Linked DNA regions of Anser cygnoides: region 2 is linked to region 1. Evidence: chromatin contacts called from public Hi-C data. All regions are on one chromosome and are shown on one strand. The core of a region is the stretch at or near the end of the contact, and the rest is flanking DNA. Distances in the headings are between cores, read along the strand shown. Region 1 overlaps KLHL3 (kelch like family member 3). Region 2 holds the start of KLHL3 (kelch like family member 3).

The links. A called contact is a pair of places that touch in the nucleus more often than the background predicts.
Region 2: a Hi-C map of liver shows a contact between it and region 1, with 2.6 times the contacts expected there. The contact joins the promoter of KLHL3 here to the enhancer-like site in region 1. A contact is called at or near these places in 3 of 7 Hi-C or Micro-C datasets (fetal liver, granulosa cells and liver).

The regions. Positions count from the first base shown.
Region 1 is chr14:4,585,013-4,591,890 of Taihu_goose_T2T_genome, reverse strand. It overlaps KLHL3 (kelch like family member 3), which reads left to right. Exons shown (of 15, transcript XM_048057261.2): 9 at 2,571-2,688; 10 at 3,459-3,656; 11 at 4,446-4,547; 12 at 6,193-6,321. Among named protein-coding and RNA genes, the nearest start is that of KLHL3, 36 kb to the left of the region's middle. Within about 2 kb of position 5,135, at least 1 of the 3 cell types and tissues checked has open chromatin away from gene starts, as enhancers often do.
Region 2 is chr14:4,619,380-4,625,638 of Taihu_goose_T2T_genome, reverse strand. It overlaps KLHL3 (kelch like family member 3), which reads left to right and starts at 1,514. Exons shown (of 15, transcript XM_048057261.2): 1 at 1,514-1,734. The coding sequence starts at 1,721. It overlaps LOC106032789 (a long non-coding RNA gene), which reads right to left and starts at 1,486. Exons shown (of 4, transcript XR_001205047.3): 1 at 746-1,486; 2 at 358-512.

The DNA.
Region 1 (6,878 bases), core at 3,886-6,385:
AGGTCAGATCTTAATACAGTCGATGAAGATAACAGGAGTTTACATCAGTATTGTTAAAGAGCAAAAGTCATTGATGTGGAAGGGGAGCGTGCCATCACCTGCTGGGGAAATCAGCTGGAAAAACGGATCTTGGTTGAATAATGCTACTCATAATTCTTTGAATCGCTTTACTCCCTCTTCTGGTATTGCCTATACCCACTGAGGATGTATAATTAAGTTTGATAAATGAGAAACCCACAGAGGAAGCAGTATCTCTGCTCCCAAGGACAAGGCTCTGCTCTCAAAACATTTTGTCAGCCCCAGGTGGTTTGGGGAGCGACTGTTGTTCCTGGAGCTATGGCCTGAGGATCAGTGACCCGCAGTGACAGCGGCTGCAGGCAGCTGCCTGGAGAGCTGCTGAGGTTTCTGCGGGTTCCTAGTGCTGTGGTGGAGCCCTGCTGGGGAGGATCACCATCGGTGCCTGTCATTTTTCTGTCTCCTTAATCAGAAGGCAGGAAAGCAGGAAACAACAGCAACCAGACATGTGAGCAGGAAGTCTGAAGCAAATTTCAATAGACTCAAAGCAGCTACTGAATAAATAATCCTTGTTACTCCCTGCGTTTGTCCCAGAGGCATGTGATGCTCTGGCCTCTGCTTTGTTAGTGAGGAGAAAATGACAACAGAAACTGTTTAACCCATGCCCCAGAGATAAATGCAGTTCATCATAATGTCTCTCACCAGACTGTCACTGAAGTTATTAACAAGCTTTTCAGAGATTGTAAGATGTCAAAACCATACTGTGTTATTTTTCTAAGGACAAATAATAGGGAGCCTGTTCTGTGGCATGGTGTATGAGATCTGTGCTATGAGGGAGTGTTCAGATGTTCAGCTGCTGAAAGGTTTGTCAAGAAATTGCAGTTCTGTAGAGCATGTCAGTGTGTTGTGTATTCTACCTGCTCGCACTGAAGTGAAGTTGGTAGAAGATAGCTTTGGGGGTTTCATGAAGGGCCACGTAACCCTTCGTCAAGGACTAAAGAAGTTAAGGATGAAAAATGAACAGTGATCCGGTGACTGCAGAGGTTCTCAACATATTCTTTAGCATGACCAGAGTACAAACCCAAATTTTCTGTGGGTCTGTTCTCCCTTCTTTTTAACTGTAAAGAGATGGGAGAAGGTGCTGATCTTCCAGCAGTCCAGGTGCTGAGAGACTGAGCTCATCTGTTGGTCCTACTGTGAAACCTCTCAAGTCTGCAATTGTTTGAAGTTCCGTAGCTTTCCATGGGAGACTGTTACACAATTAGTAGTTAGACTGCTAACTTGGACTGAATTTGCTTTCTAAGGTCGTGTTTTCATCTTTCTAGATCAAACAGTTCACTGTTTTCATACTCGTGCAATACTGCAGACAGTTGTCTGGCCCTGTGCTTTTAAGGCAGCTGTGGTGGGGGTTGAGCTCCATACCTGAGTGACCTCAAGTGTTGATCTTATCCCCTCAGCTACCCGCAGGCGCCTTGCAGAGGCTAAAGCCAGTACCGTCTACTCTTTGACTATATTTGAAGCCCGCTTATCTCGCTTCCAGCTCCTCGGCCTTGTAAAAATCACATTGTCTTGGGCAGCGTTTGCTCCTGCTGTTCCCTGTGATAAGGGAACGAATCCTCCTTTTCCATAGCTGTGGAGGAGCAGAAGGAAACGTGTTCAGAACAAAGTACAGGTAGAGACATTTGTAAATGCTAGAGGTTCGGAAGCTGCCTGTGCATGTGCCGGTGGGCTGCCTTCGAGCTGAGAGCCCCTGGCTGCTGGTGGCAGGCAGGACAGATCTGGGAAGGGCCACACTGCACGTGGTCCACGTCTTCTTGTTTTCCCCCAGTGTCTGCTGATTTCTGTTGCTAGGAATGGGGATTGGGTCTAGGTGGGTTCTCAGACGGACCCAGCAGAGGATTTCTTATGCCCCTGAGATTTGCTGTTGATTACCTTCACGTAGATTTTTCTTTTCCCTAATGTGAAGAATTTAAGGCTTAATTACTAGATTTGCATCAACACACGTCGGAGCCAAAGGCCCTAATGAAGCTGACAAATCACTTCCTTCAGAAGTCCAGCATCCCTGGGTCTTAATAGTCCTGATTTCCCCAAGTGTCATCTTCCCTGCAGGTGGCAATACAGCTGTCAGGTTTTATTTGCTAAGTGGCATCGATTATTTTTAGCACCACCATGGAGATAATGACTAAAGAGTGGGCTGGTTGTGGAATTTATGCTGGAATCTTCTTCACTTAAAAATACTTGTGCAGTGAGCCTTACACGCACGGTGGTACAAAGCAATTCTGTGTTTTGGGGGGAAATAGGGCAGGTTGCCCACTCCAGAAACAGTGAGGAAGGGGTAATTGGGGCTGCCACACTTAGTTTGCATTAAAAGGTAGGTAGTTTTATTCTCCAAGAATAGAACTGACTTAAATAACCCTCTCTGCAGAGGCTTTTGGTGGCCTTGCAGTGTTTAGGTGGCAGCTGCTCTAGACCAGGTTGTGTTGATGGTTTCTTTTCAGAGAGCAGCTGCCTGGGCTGATGTCTGAGGTGTCCCAGCTCTCATCTTCCCTCTCCAGGTGATGATTGTGGTGGGCGGGCAAGCGCCCAAAGCCATTCGCAGTGTGGAGTGCTATGACTTTGAGGAGGAACGGTGGGATCAGGTTGCTGAGCTTCCTTCCCGGAGATGCAGAGCAGGTAATGGGAACTTACAGCCTTCTTCATTTTCCCAGTGCAGCTCTTCAGGGCTGGACAGTTGTGTTCTCAATCCCTTAGGAGTTGGACTTGATGATCCTTATGGGTCCCTTCCAACTCGGGATATTCTATGATTCTATGATTCCGCCTTCCTCTCTGTCCCCAGCCTCAAACAGCTCTTTGCCATTCCTTCTCCTCCGTCGTTATGCACGTGTCCTTCACATTCAGGTGGATATCCTGCTTTTATAGGGGTTGTTTCTGCCTGTCCCCTTGCTTCATCATCTCTTTCTCCTGGTTGTTCCTCTATCTGTTTCCCCTCCTCCTCCTGTTCCACTGGCCGTGGAAGCCCACAGGCATCCAGTTTTCCTTGCTGGTTTCCTAGTGAAAATCACAGGAGCTGAGTCAGGCCCTCGGTGTGCTTACAGGGTGATGGAGGCTGGATCTGTAAGCTGAGTGTTCATCTGAAGACGTGCGAGATGGATGTGAATGTGGATCACCATTTGGTATCCTCTCTGACTCAGAAAAAACTTTCATTCAGATCTGAAATCCATCTGTGCCTTATGTTGCTGTGTGTTTATGTGCATTTCACTATCCTTATGACACATGTACTTTATCATGCTCGGCTCCAGAGCTCCTAACCTGCAGAAAATGCTCAAGACTTGCACACGTTCTGCTCTTCCCTGCTGTCTTACACACCCTGGCAGACGTCTGATGATACTTGGTTCCTAACATGTTTGTAAAACCTCCATAAAATCCCTCTGCTCTTTTACCAGGTGTTGTATTTATGGCTGGCAATGTTTATGCTGTCGGGGGCTTTAATGGGTCGCTAAGGGTACGCACGGTCGATGTGTATGACGGCGTGAAGGACCAGTGGACCTCCATAGCCAGCATGCAGGAAAGACGAAGCACTTTAGGTGCGGCTGTGCTCAACGATCTCCTGTATGCAGTGGGCGGCTTTGATGGCAGCACAGGTAGGTGACTGAACAGAAACCAGGCAGTGCCTGATCCAAAACAATGTTTTCAGAGTCCCCAGCAAAGTTTGCAGAGCTTTAGTGAGGCTCCAGAGCAATTTCTCTATGGAGAATGAGCCAGAGACTGGGCATATTGTGTTATACCTAACCATATGCTCACTCTGACCCTTCCGTAATTGCAGAATGTCTCACCAAGGCTTTTTTCCTGTAGTGATACGGTTCTTTCAGTCTTGTTCTTTATGTGAACATTCTTACTCTGTTCTTAAAAGAGGGATTTTTCCCAGTTTTAGTTAAAATCTGTGTAACATGAATGAAATGCGAACAAGGCATTTTATGGGGTATGTGCGTCTGGGAGTTAGTTTGGCATAAATGGCATGTTTAGATTCACACCTCTGCTGTAGAGCTTTGCCACTTGGTTTAGCCTTAAACTGACTATCTCAGCTGGTGATGAGTACAATACAACAGGGTCTGGGGTAATTTTTAAACCTTTGTGTGGACATTTTATAATGCTTGAAAGAATGTGACTTTTGGGCTTGGAATCTGGACTCTGCTCCACTTTGGTGTCCCGGGACAGGGTCTATGTGATAACAATTTTTCCAGCTGCTGGAGAAGTGGCGTTAACATGCTGGCCCCAGCCCTAAAGGAAAGGGACTGCAAAATTGGGTTGTAGGAGTGTGGGGGGAATTACAGGCTGGGGAGGAGGTAGAAGGCAGATGAAAGTGCAACACCAATCTTTTTCTCTTCTCTTTTTTTTTAATTAGAAAACCTGTGTATCCCCTTTTTAACTAGGTCTGGCATCAGTTGAGGCCTATAGCTATAAAACCAATGAGTGGTTTTTTGTGGCTCCCATGAACACAAGAAGAAGCAGTGTTGGAGTTGGAGTTGTGGAGGGTAAGAAAATCAGCAGCCATTTCCATCAAGCAAATGTTACTGCGTCACACGGGGGCCTGAATGGTTAAGTGCAATAGGAAGCAACTGCAGGATCTGTTCTTTAAGTTGTCTTCAGTTGGTAAAGATTTATTATATATGACATAATCTTTGTAGCTTTTTCCATTCTTCTTATCTTGGTGAAAAATCGTGTGTAGCTTTCCAAGAACCTCAGGCCTGTATGAGACCAGCCCATGCCTTCTGTGCGTGCCATTAGGTGTGTGCCGGTTTCTTTGAATCTTATTCTTCCTGAGCTGCTGCTGGTTGATAAAAGCAAACTGTTATGCAGTGTACACTGTTGCCATCAGCAGACAGCGTGTGGATAAAGCACCCATTGCAGAAAATCTGCTCAGCAAGAGAACAGGAGCATAGTTCATCCCACAGCCCCAAGCTGGTGGTTTGGCAGGAATACTAAAACCTGTGTTTATTGACATCAGGCTTTCAGGCATGCATGGCATAATTTAGTCGGGTTCGTAAATGACCAGGGACTGACGATAGCAAACGCTGATACTGCGGCAGCCTGGGAATGAGGTAGGCGAGGTGAGTGGGGAGGGCGCTTTGAGGATCGCAGCAGCAGCTGTTGGCACGTATGTGTCAGCACCCAGCTTGAACGAGCTGGAACTGAGCAACTTGGTTTGGATCCAGCAGAAGGAGCAATTTAGATAGGAACCTTTTGCTTCCTTTAGCAAAACCAGTTCTGAAGCAAACGAAACGTTTTGTTTGACCTTATCTTTAGCATGGCATAACAGTTTCCAATTAGTACGGTGTGGAGCAGGCAACAGCACAGGAGGAGCACAGTTGCAAACGTCTGATGATCACAGCCCGAGGAGGCAGTGAGTGGAGCTGTGTGCAAAGTTGGTAGGTGATAAAGGGAGACTAGGAGAGCGTATGAGTCAGGTCTGTGAACAAGGTTTTTGGTGTAGCATCAGTCTTGTTTCGTGTATGGTGTAGTCCCATGACATCTGATTATGCTCTTATATTCTCATGAGGTAGCTGTTGTCCAGGTTTCACTGAGTTGAGTTGCAGGGGGGATAAACATACCGTGCTGTGAAGGTCTCCTGGGATTTCTTCTGTCTTAAGATCACTTGGCACGAGTAAACAGGCTGGCCTCAGCTGTACTAGCAGCATTGGTTTGTTTTGGTTTGGCCCAGAATCTTCAAAATTGGGTCTAGGTTTCCGTGGAGGTATTATATTAAGAAGCTTTTGTGTATTTATTGCTCATGTGATATTGTAATTAATGTACAGTATCGACCTTTGACAGCTCACCTTGCTATGTGGCACCTGAACAGGAGGAAACACTTGATCAGCAGAACGTGCTTTGATATTACCTCTTCTCCAGGGCCAACAAGTCATTTGGAAAACCCTCCGGGCTTTTGGCTTCTAATTAAGCTGCTGTTGTGATGTTTCCTTGACTTAGTTGACAGCTTTTACAGCTTTAAAACCAGGCCCGCCTGTCTGTGAGTCTACCTCAGATCCTTTCAGTAGGGTTTTCCCCAGACATGCCAGCAGGTTTGGGCAGGTCTCCCAGGGCCTCAGCCAGGATCTGTCCTCACTCGAGGCTGTCAGTCATAGCCGTAAAGCTAATAATGTCCATGTCTCTCTCTTCCAGGTAAGCTCTATGCCGTGGGCGGTTACGATGGAGCGTCCCGTCAGTGCCTTAGTACCGTAGAGCAGTACAACCCTGCCACGAACGAATGGACCTACGTAGCTGACATGAGCACTCGGCGCAGTGGTGCAGGTACTGGCTCCAAGATGTGTTCTTAAAAGTGGATAATCGCTGGGCTCTCCTCTGTTCATGGAAAGGAAGGAAAAGTATGCTTCAGTATTGCTGGGTTGGCAAGTGCAACCTGTTATCCACCCCCTTCCATGAGGAGAAGAGCCATAATTGCTTGGAAGCTCTCAGCAGCTCTTCTGACTTCGTTAAAATCTGCCAAATTGAAATTAATTTCTAGATTAATGAAATAATGTTCAGTGTTTCTAAGTAGCTTTTCTAACAGATGCATCTCACTTGTAAGCAGAGAGTTGTCTTTCCAAATTGCCAGCTGCAGGCTTAGCCAGGGACTGGAAAGTCAAGCTGCTCTGCCTTCTCTTTGCTGTTGTTTGGGGGTTGTCAGGTGGATTTTCCTTCTGGATCTTCCCTGATTCTCCTGGTGCAGCACATCTGCACTGGCTGACCTGCAGACCAAGTCAAGGCAACAAAATTAAACTGAAATGGCCCCTGCTAAAACTTTTTTTTGTATCTTTGCTGGCTGGAAAAAAGGATTGGATTGTAGTCTTGATGCCTGTACTGAGATA
Region 2 (6,259 bases), core at 265-2,764, 37 kb before region 1:
TGAAGTGTAGATTTTTATAGTGAAAGCATATTATTTTGTTATTAAATAACTGTGTTAATAGAAATAGACAGGTATTTGGCAGCAATTGCAGGACTTGCTCTTGCATTTGAACGTTTTATGACTGTCAAGGGACTTATTCAATGGAAACAAGTTCCAGCCCTCATTTTCTAGATAAATTACTACTATTTTTAGTATTGCTGCCTTTTCTCTGATTTGAACTTGTCTTATAGTTTTGCACGTTGTGCATCAGGACGGTAAGACTGCACGGACACTTGGGAAGTCCTTGAGGATCTAATGTGTTAAACCAATTAGTTTAACAGGATTCTCAAAGGGAAATGCAGGAATCATTCCTTTTACCTGAATCCTGTATGAGGTTTGACTTCATGGCCTTGTATTTCTTCTGTTTGTGGGAGGACTGCCAAATGGTGTTTAAACAGCAGGACTCTCGACTCTCCATCCCCATGCAGCTTTGATAAAGTCCTTTAGCCTCCAGGTGTTTTGGTTTTTCTTATCTGAAGAATGGGAATGATGACCAGTTAAGTTTTTCAACAAGCTTTTTAAATTCTCATGTGGAAGGTGCAATAAAATCTATGAAATCGTTATTGCTGATATATTTTAAAGAATGTATGGAAGTTAGTTTGGTATGAAGAAGGATTGGAGGGGAAATGTAAAAGGGTGGGGTGATAACTATTTACAAAAAAGAAGGGCATCTTGCAATAGAAATCTCTTGGGCACTTCTGCTTACCTCTTTCCACTGCACAAGCACATCTTGTAAATGGAAAAGTAATGAAGAAAGCAATTGTTTCTTGTCTTTATAATTAACCTCTAGGGCCTCATTGTAGCAGAATAAGATTGAGGAAATTATTTTAATAAAATGAAAAAAAAAGTACATGCAAAAGTCCCTCTATTTATACAGATGAAAGTAAGAACAGCAAGTCCGGCTCCGGTCCTTCAGGCTGCACAGCACCTGCAATTTAGAAGGGCCCACATTCCCTCCACAGCAGCAAGCGTTTGGCCTGGTAGATTGTGGACTTCGTAGAAGGCCAAAATCCAGAAGCCTCCCCGTTATCTGGGTTATCATCATCCCTGGCAAAACTGGAAACGATGCGAAGCGGGGCTGCAGTTCATGTAGGAAAGGAGAGGACGGGAAGGAGCGGTTTTGAGGACAGCCTTCCTTGCTTGCCTGTTTCTTCCAGCGAGGGCAGGGAGCAGAGCGCGTCCCCAGAGCACTGCCCAGAGGGCTGCGATCCCTCGGCTGCTCCGCTACCTCCTGTACCAGGCCGCCCACACTCCTGGAACCTCTCCTCCAGCGTGCCAGCACTCCATTTGCACAAGAACCACGTCCGGCTGGGCTGGAGGCTATTCCTGGCCTTACCAGAGCCCCCCCCACGCCGCTACCTCCGTGTGGAACCCAGCGGCGGGCTGAGGGCGGCCTGAGGCCTCCCGGCTCCCCCACCTGCTCCGGGGGCCTGCCCCAGCGCCGGGCCGGGCCGGGCGGAGCTGCGGCCGCCCCCGCCGCTGCTGTTGCCCGGAGACGAGCGGCGAGCGAGCAGGGGGAGGAGGAAGAGGAGGAGGAGAGGAGGAGGAGGGCGGCGCGGGCTGCAGTGGCTGCGGCGGGGCGCGCCGGGGACGCCTCGCTCGGCAGCCGCCCGGAGGACGCGGCCCGGGGCCGCTCGCAGCCATGCCGGGCCCGGGGCGCTGAGCCCGGCCGCGCCGCACCATGGAGGAGGAGAGGTAGGTGCCGCCTCGGGGGGCTGCGGGCTCCAGCGGCGGCCCCGGCCCCGCTGCTCGGGTGGGATCCACCGCACAAGGTGGGGTTCCTTCCCCCCCCCCCCCGGTGGGATCCCCCCTGCGCCGCCCGGGGGATGCTGCAGTGTCACGGTGACGGGCTGCCTCGCCGCGGAGCGGGGCGTTTGTCGGCGAGGTGTGTGCTGGAAGGCAGCAGCGAGGGAAGGCAGGCTGCTCCAGGCGGCGGTTAAAAGAAAAAAAAAAAAAATCAATAATAATAAAATTATCGCTTTTGCACCTGGAGCGCAAGCGGCGCGGGGCTGGCGTGCTGCGGGAGCGGTTCGTACACCTCGCGGAGCGCTGGGCTTGTGGTTGCCTTGTGTGTTGCTTGGACCTCCGGCAGCTGACTTGGGAATTAAATCAGAGGCGTACCCGCAGGTATATGGCGCTTTTTTGGCTAATGAATGAAAGTCTGTAACGCCTGTGAAAGCCTCGGGGGTCGATGTACCTGTGCGTACGTGGAAGACAGCATGAGTGGTAGGGCAGGCAGGAGTGGATCCTGTGCCTTCCTCGCACACTTGCTGGGCCATATGTACTTTATTTCCTGCAAGGTGACGATTTAGCTCCAAGACCTGCGTGCAGAAATGCTCCGAGTCGACCTAATGCCCGCTGAATGCATAAAAGAGATTATTGCTGCTCAGGGACTACAGAGGTGCCGGGGAGGTGGTCAGCACTCGCCGCCTTCTCTGCATGCCTTTTTCCTCCCTGCTGTCTGGGTGCCTTTCCTACACCAGCAGCACACTTGTACAGCTTCAAGCTAAACACTAAGCTGTATCTTTTTTGTATTTTTCTTTTGAACAGGATATGCTGAGCGCTTCCTTTTCAAGTTGTGCTGGTGACCTTGCAGGGGGTGGGGGAACAGAGAGGGGGCTTGACCTGCTGGTAGCACTGATCCTCAGGGCTTGACACAAGTTTTGTTTAAATATGATACATTGGAAAGTTAAACCGGGGTCAGCCCCCAAATTCTGGGTGTTTTCCCTCTGTTGAAGGACAGCACTTGCTGCAGCCTGTCAGAGTTACTTCCCAGGCTCTGAAGGGCAGCTTTCTACCCTTAAGCGACCCCACAGTTGCAATTCTTTGAGTATTTAATGTGCAATGCACCCTTTCACAACTGTCATGTCTCTCTAAATTACACTGTACAGCTTCTATTTCCAGCAAGGGCATGACTAACCAGCTATTGATATTAAATGAAATATTAATGTCCAGATATTAATTTCCAGTGCCTTGAAATCTTACATTGTCATGTTAGATGTTAGGCTATAGAGTGTTTTCCTCTTTTTTCTTTTTCTTTTTTTCCTTTGTCTATGTAAATGAGCCTAGTGTTTGAGGAAGTGGAGAGGAGCTGTTTTGGTACCCCCAGGCTGTGCTCATCCTTGGCGCTGTCACATATTGGGCCCCATATTGCACGGGGCCCTCTTGCTGGGGATTCAGCGGGGAAGAAGTCACCTGGAAAGTGCCTGGGTTGTTTTGCCTCATTCTTTTTTGTTCTAGACTGTCCAGTTTTAGGACATGAAGGATTGATTGCCCCCATTGGCATGCTTTCTGCTTCTGGAAGTGAAGAATGCTTATCCAAATTGCTGTTTTCATTTCTAGTTTTTGGGAAGAGGAAGGAAGCCTGGAGGTGGCCACAGGCAGTAACAAAGTGGGGTTTGACTCCTGGCAAGGAAAGCTGGAAATATTAATTTGCTTTCTCGTTGGAAAGGACATGTTGTATAGAACCGCAGCAAAGCTGCTTTGCCTGCTCTGAACGAGACTTGAGAGGAGGCTTTAGAAAATGACCTTGCTTGATAAGTGCTGTGGTGGTGAGTGGGCTGGCGGCTCTGTGGGAAGGTTCTGCTCCTGTTTTTGTACTTTTGCCTTGCATTTCGACTCAAAAATATGTCATGCAGATTAGGCCTTAAATTTTACACTCTGTGGCTTTTATGACAGCAGAATTCCCCCTGGTTTTTAATTTGCCATTTTTGTAGTTCATGAGGAACACATTACTGGTGCTTGCATCACCTCTGACTCCGGTCCGAAGCCTGCCAGGACTCAAATATCCTGCTAGCTTGCACATCTGAGTTGTTCAGTGGTGTCATGTGCCCATGTCATTGCACAGGGGCAGAAGCAGCCGTGGGCAAGGGGGATTTAACCTGAATGTACACATCTGGCAACAAGTTATCCCAGAATCCTGATTCTTTTTGCTGTGCTGATGGAGCCTTTAATTTTATGGAGAAAATACATAATGGTGTCTGGTTGGGCTTGGTACTCTGAGTCTCTATGTGCAAGATTTTTGAGTTTGGAAAGGAAAAATTATTATTTTTTTTTTACATCTGTGATTTTTAAATATCTCTCTGAGTGGTGGTAGCCTCTTCACAGTATTTTTCTGAGAAATATGGAGAAAGCATATGGTATTCTTGTCATTTGGGTTATTTTTTGTTGCTTCCATTATTGTCAGTGAATACTTTCCTCAGTAGTTCCTGAAGTCTGCTTTTCCCCTGAGGTCTCCTGTCTCCGTTGATATGTACTTCTGGGGGTAAGTTGTGTGCCAATTATGTATTTGTCTAAGTTAATGTCTCCGTGCTGATGTAGGCACTGAAAAAGTTCAACTAAATAGGATAAAAATGCTATTTAAAAATCTTTTCCATTATGCTCTATCTTAAATGTTTTAATAATAATGTTTCTTTGAAATCCTCTTAAAATCCATGCGTTTGAACTCCTTCAGTCACATTTTTTACTGTCTTGGATATACATAAAGAGAAATTCAGAAATTAAGATTTCATAAATATGCTGCTACACTGACCTCCTTTTCTTACTGTGTGTCTGACTCGAGGAATAACACTGTTGGGCATAACGTGTTGGCTCCATGATTTTGGTCATTGATTCTAAAGAATTATCGCAGTAAAGAAATAAAAATACTTCAGGACTAAATTAATGTTTTGGTCCTAATTTATCTTAACGTGGCGTTTAAGCTTTGAAGACTAGTAGCTGCTATTAGGTACCTTTCAAATTTTTCGATCGGAGCTATGCCAGACCTGTCAGAAACTACAAACATCACTGTAAAATGTCAATCTTTAAAGTATCCCGGAAAGAAGTGCCCAAGGCTTTGCAAATTTGCAGCTAACATGCCACTCATCTCAGCACGGAGACACGAAGCGCCCGTGGGGGCGCGGGGCTGACGGGGCCGGCCGTGAGGGCAGCGCTGGGCCTGTGGAGACGAGAGCGGCTCCCGGAGCCCCCCGGTGCTGTGTGGTGGTTTCCTTCTGCTCTGAAGGAAAGCTCCTCTGGAAACTGCCCCTCCTTTAGGGTGAACTTCTGGCTCCCGTAAAGCCTGTCTCAGAACTGATTTTGGCAGAGCCTTGATTTTTTGTTCCCGGGGTTTACCAGCTCTCCACGCGGCAATGATCTTGCAAGGGGACAGTTTAGCTCTAAGGAGGGCTTTTATTCTTTCACATAATCTACAAAGACATCTGTAATTACTGCTGGTAACTAAGGCAACCCAACTTTATAGTTGATGCATGCACGCAGCAGAGCTGCGGGTTATGGGTGTTTAAAATACCTTGCCGTGGGTTGGTATGCGGCCGCGCTCAGGCAGGAGCTGCGGCAAGCCTGCGGGCGGCTTGAGCCAAGCCCTGCTGGTGAGCCTCGGAGAGGAGAAACCGTGGTGGAAATGGGGCTCTATTAACTTGGCTGACATAATCTGGGGCTCTGAAATGGGGGTGCGTTCGTTCGACTCGGGGACGGCGTTGAAAAGCCACACGGGAAGCGGCGGTGGGGTTGGCGCGCTCTGAAAGGACGGGCCTCTTCGCTCATCTGAGGAGAGTCCTGCTGCGTCCCTAACGAGGCTGTTCATCTGGCCCAGGGAAATTAAATCATTTGTCCATTCACTCGGTGCACGGCCTCAGATAGCCCAGGAATAGAACAAATTGCTCCTGGCACCCGGCCTGCCGGTCCCGCTGGGGCGGTAGGACATCAGCTCCTCGAACTGGGGGCGCTGGGGGCAGCGTCCCTGTGCTGGGCTGTGGGATCCCGCACGCCCCGCTCGGTGCCTTTGATCCGAGGACTTTGTTCTCTCCTTGTCTTTGTTCCGTTAATAAAATAACGGAGTAATTCCGAAGCATAACAATTCTCAGCGTAGTGGGAGAAGCCTCAGGTCTGGGTTATGTAATGCATTATTCCGGTCTTTGCAGGGGTAGCTTTTTTTTTTTTTTTGTGGCAGGTTGCATTTGCTTGGAGCATGTAGGTTCTTGCATTTCGATGTTGGAAATGTGTCGGTGATATCTGCGAGTTCGTGCATGGGGGTGTGAGATCTCTCTCCCAGACAAAAATCAGCCTCCATACATTAATGGAGAGAAATTCTATGGAAGCTGACTCAGTTTCAAAAATGAGTTAAAGGCTCTTGGTCGTTTATTTTTTTTAATGTTTCTTACATGAGTCATTTGGAAAGAACTTTAAATAGCATATCTTGATTAAATTTTTTTTTTTTGAAACA